Regions from separate parts of the Arachis hypogaea genome. Here region 1 is linked to region 2. The links are chromatin contacts, called in public Hi-C maps. All regions are on one chromosome and are shown on one strand. Each heading gives the region's core, a stretch centred on a gene start, on an enhancer-like site or on the middle of the called end of the contact. The rest is flanking DNA. Distances are from core to core; before and after follow the strand shown.

Region 1 (2,700 bases), core at 97-2,596, 390 kb before region 2:
AAATATGTTGAAATTTGACTGTGTTAAACTAGAAAGAATGATATTTTATAGATGAATAATATGGATAGTACAAGAAATAAAAATAATAACACACGTGCATGATGCATATATATTTTTTATATGCGCATGTATGGTGCATAATTTCATGCATACAATAATGAGAGTACTTTATATATTACAATAATTAACTATTATACTGTGAGTAATTTTTTATATGATCATCAATAGTTTTTTTTTTTGGTATATTGGGTTAAGTGTAATTTTAGTTTTTATGGTTTATGGCTGAAAATTTTTTTTGTCCTCAATTTTTTTCATATAAAATTATCTCTAAAGTTCAACGTAATTTTAAAATTATTCTTTTGGACAGATTAATTTTTTATATAAATGACCAAATTTTTTTTTTCTTATTACCACTACCACCACCACTCTAATCACTATCACTCCATCGCCATTTGCATCATTCTACTCACTACCATCTCATCACCATTTGTTCAGGAATTCAACAAAAAAAATTCAACCTTCATCAATAACCACAAATAAATCAAAACTAAAACAGCAATTCATCACCAATATTAAATCATCATCATTAACAAGAAACAAAAAAAATTAATAATAATTCATATTCAGAAATTAGGGTTTGTGATGAAAGAAAAAGGAGGGGAGGAAGATTTGAACGGCAGAGAGCATAGAGGAAAGGCGAAGGGAGGCACGGTAGTGATGCTGGAAACGCGAGGAACACGACCACCACCACCACCTCATCGATGACGACGAGGAACACGAGGGTGAGGGCCAGGCACATCGCGGCGAGGCTAGGGCGCGAGTCATGGCACTGTGAGGGCGAGGGCCAAGCGACGGCGAGGGTGAGTCGCAACGAGGCCAGGGCGCGAGTCGCGGCACTGCGAAGGGGAGGGCCAAGCGATAGCGAGGGCGACGACGAAACTTTCTACAGAAGATGTGAGGGAGGGAATGACATTGAGGGTATAATTGTTTAAAGAACGATTTTAAAATTACGTTGAATTTTAGAGACAATTTTATACGTAAAGAAAGGTTGAGGATTAAACAAAACTTTTGACTTAAATTATAGAGATCAAAATCGTGTTTAACCCTAAGTATGATGTATTATAATGTTTTAGTTTTACGTCTTTATTTATTAGCGGCGCAAAAATAATTCGTTATAAATAAAAAAAGGCATTGTCGATAAATAATAATGTTGCAATATTTTTATTCTTTGTAGGATATTATTCTCCACCTGTTTGGTTGGTTCTAAAGGTAGAATGACTGACGCAATCTATGCATCTACCAATATATTATTCTTAATTCATAGTTCATGCCTTACCGGTACAGTGAAGTCTTATAGTCTTCATTATTTAATGAGCAGCACAACACTTAGGTCCAACTGGGGAAGCATCGGCCCCTAACTATAATAATGGATTAATCATCAAAATGATTTTTAAAAGATCTTTACAAGACTAGAGATCTAACTCGGCCTTTTGCATTTCAAGAATGATAATAATCGACTCCTTAATAAAAATACTTCTATCTTTAACATTATTATTTTGAGATCGTATAAATTTTTTAATAAATTATATTTATAATCTGTAAGAATTTTAAATTCCCATAAAATTTTTTAAGTTAACTACCACTAGTCTATTATTACTACTATAATCTCCGATCCTTTCTCATTTTTCTCATTATAATTTCTATTTTACTATTTTTCATATAACAATATTTTATTACCACTATTATCTTTACTACCACCATCAATATCAATATCAATACCAACACCAATATAAACATCACTATTTTGTTTTTTCATTTATTGTATGATATTATCTTTTCTTTGTAAAAGATTTTTGTACTGCTGCAATTATTTTTTTCTTACAATATTTAAAAAATGGTCATTCTCCACATGACCACCATTACTAATAAAAAATTTTTTCAAAATAAATTATTAATTATTTATAAGATTTAAAACCTCACATATTATAAATAAAACTCTTCACAAAATTAATTTCTGTTACTATTTGATGAATATTTTAACATAAGATTTAAATTGTCTTAAAATAATAATGGTGTGTGCGAAAAGTGTTCTTCTCTTTTGATAAGGAGTTAGATTGTCATTCTTAAAAATAGACAAAAATCAAATTAAGTCTTTATTTAATTTTTATGTGTATTGATTTGATTTTTAAAGCTTAAAATATTTTAAATTAGTCCATAAAAAATATAATAATAAATTAAATAATTATGTCTTGTGTATACTAAAAATTAATCATTAAATCAATCACTAATAACCATATGAAATATATATTGAAATATAAATATATATTAAAATAATATATATTTATATATAAATAAATAATGACTAATTTAATAACTAATTTTTTGTGTATAAATAATATTTTTATAAATTAAATCAGTTATTTCTTCAGTTCGATGATAATATGTAAAAAATAATTTGTGTCATATATCATCATGTAACTGATAGAATAATGATCAACTTGACTTATAATTATATATTTTGAAAAGTAATTTGAGACATTTAATTTTAAATAATATTAAATTAATGTAAATATAATTTTTTTAAAACTATTTTAACTATCAATAATTCTTATAATAATAGTTTCATCTATTAGCTAGAGTGCTAGACTGAAATTTTATATTTATACAATAACTCTTACAATGATTTTGTTTTAACCCGAC
Region 2 (2,857 bases), core at 292-2,791:
ATGATTCACTTCTGTGCATGTCTATGTTTTGAATTTTGATCGATAATCATCACTTGCATTGTCCAACTTTAAAAATAATAATCTTTATTTGATTATTTTATAACAACCTGAAATTGGATAAACGTTCATCACAACAAGCTGATGATAAAAAAATAGGGTTCCCCTCCAGAGCAGAGATAGGATAGGACCCAAAAAGTTTATAATAAAAACTAATTAATACAATGCAAGTTGCCGAAAACTTTGATGTGAAGGGTAAGTATTTTATTTTAATTTCTTAATCTGTCTGCCACAGCGAGTGAAGTTTATGCCAGGGGGTATGTATCTCCACCCCAAAATTCATCCTAGTTGATTTATATATGCATATATACATGTAATGTGACAGAAGTGCAATCATCTCTCTTGAATCTAGCACTCATCAACTTGTTGACCTCATTGTTATTCGAGAAAACAATGAAAGGCCATGACAGAAGCCGGCACAGGCTACAGTAGCAGCCACCAAATAATAATAACAATAATAATAACAATAATAATCCTTTGTTGCAATAATTTATTCACGATGCACATATCTGAATAATAATAATAATAATCCTTTGTTGCAGTAATTTATTCACGAGCACATATCTGAAAATAAATTTATTGATGAAAATAATTTTAAAAAATACAAATAAATTTTTGACAAATTTAAAATCATAATAAAATAACTACACGTTAGATATATATTTTTAAAAAGACTTCATAGATAAGATTTTAATGCATTTTATCTACAAACATAATTAAAACAAAAAAGATATTTTTGTGTTTAAATTTTTTTTTTTGTAAGTAACCGATTTTTTAAAAATAGAAAAGAGGTCTAATGATTTAATTTTCAATTTTTTCATGCATGTTCTAATGATTTAATTTTTTCATGCACGTTCTAATTTTTTTTTTTGGTTATTTTCGTCAAATTATTAAATTTTTTAAGAATTTATTTATCGTTTGTATATTTTGTATTATTTTTATAGGCATCTAAATTTTCAGTTACTATTTTCATAGTTTTTCTATTTATTTGTCCCTCAATAGTCTATTTATTATCTCTTAAAAGAGTGTACCATATATTATATCAAATGATTTTAAGTATAACAATATATATTTATAATTAGTATTGTTCAGACTTCACAACCTCTTAAACTCTAACTTGCAATTTCTTAGATAAATATGGAAGATTATCTCATCGGAGTTATAATTTATTGCAATCACATTAATACTTAAAATTATATTATCCATGAAAAATATCAAGGCTCTTGTCTCCTTTTCTATGTTTTTGTTTTCCTCTCGTTTACTTTATATTTAGGAAAAAAAAAATAATTCAGTAAAAATTTTGAATCTTTTATTGTTTTTGGTCTGAAAAATTCTCTTACTTTGCATAACAAAAGTTTTTGTTTTTGGCGAGATGCATAACAACTTACATATCCGTATCATTTTTGGACAAGGATATTATATATCCCTTGAAAGTTAAAGTTCAGACGTACAAAAGTTTATGACGTCGTTTTCGTATTGGGCTGAGCCCAGACCCATATTTACCGCATATGTATGGTTTGGGCCTAAACTGATAAATAATAATGGACAAGCTCACAAGGAAACCCAAATTCAGACCCAATAATTGGCTGAAACCAAAATCTTCAAAGGAAGGGTCCAGACGTCCAGTGTAACAAAAAATAGAAAAAGAATAAAAATGCAGGAAAGTATGGGTTTATATTAAATTTCTGTCTTGAGTTCAAAAATAAATAAATAAATAAATAAATAAGTTACATGAATTTATACTAAAACTAGTTTTAGTCCGTAGATCTGATTTGCTTCTTTTGAAAAATGGATATTTCCTCCATGTACTCTTTCTCCATATTAGAGAAAAAAAAAAACTACTAAAACAAGTATATGCGAAGATTATCTGCTGTAGGGGCGAAAGTAAAGCCAAAAATATGTGAGAGAGATAAAATTAGAGATTTGTCAAATCTTTATAAGGATTGAGACTCGTTCCCACAAATATATGGAGACGAATAAAAAAAGAGGTTCTTACTTCTTAAATCACTATGATGTAAAATTACAATATAATCATTAAATTTTATACATGTAAAAATTTAAAATTAGAATTCTAATTATTATTATTGTTGTTGTTAAAATGGATCTAAACAATATATATTATTATAGAAATGTGATAGACACTACATGAATAATCTTATATATTTAAAATGGTTTGACTTTGAAATGATGTGAATGACTTTTTATGTTTTGTTTTTTAACAAATAAATTATGAATCTTTATTTTTAAACTAAATTATGTTGAATTATATTTTATTTTCTTGTGTTTTTTACTTTTGTATAAAAAAAATTTAATTTAGTTACGAATATCTATAGGCATCCGTTTCTGCCAAGAAAATTGATAAATGAAAACTTGTGGGGAGAATAGAAGGAGATATGGATATGAGATGCAATAAAGGAGTTCTCGCCATACATAACTCTATTATCATCCTTACTACATAGATCTTACACCTTTGAATTTCCCCTAAAAAAGCTTTAAACTATTGAATGAATTTGGATAATGAAAAAGGTAATAATAATACTACAGTAAACATTGAGTATGGTTCCTCAAATTTTTTTTTGGTCTTACACATTACACAACACATATCCATTCACACACACACTACCACTACTAGTATTGGTTTTATATTCCTTATTGAGAATTCGAACCTGGGTGTAGCTCCAAGTGAGGCATGTGATTTCTCAATTTGGGCCATCTAAAATGAATAAAATTTAAAATAAAATTATCTCCGTCACCTCTCTGAACTCATTGTTGCTACTACTGTGGCCTATCTTCTTGCATT

The links. A called contact is a pair of places that touch in the nucleus more often than the background predicts.
Region 1: a Hi-C map of leaf shows a contact between it and region 2, with 4 times the contacts expected there. The contact joins two enhancer-like sites. A contact is called at or near these places in 2 of 8 Hi-C or Micro-C datasets (both in leaf).

Annotation. Positions count from the first base shown.
Region 1 is chr9:99,181,762-99,184,461 of arahy.Tifrunner.gnm2.J5K5, reverse strand. No RefSeq gene overlaps it. Among protein-coding and RNA genes, the nearest start is that of LOC112711308, 6.9 kb to the left of the region's middle. Within about 2 kb of position 1,346, at least 2 of the 3 cell types and tissues checked have open chromatin away from gene starts, as enhancers often do.
Region 2 is chr9:98,789,230-98,792,086 of arahy.Tifrunner.gnm2.J5K5, reverse strand. No RefSeq gene overlaps it. Among protein-coding and RNA genes, the nearest start is that of LOC112713842, 23 kb to the left of the region's middle. Within about 2 kb of position 1,541, at least 3 of the 3 cell types and tissues checked have open chromatin away from gene starts, as enhancers often do.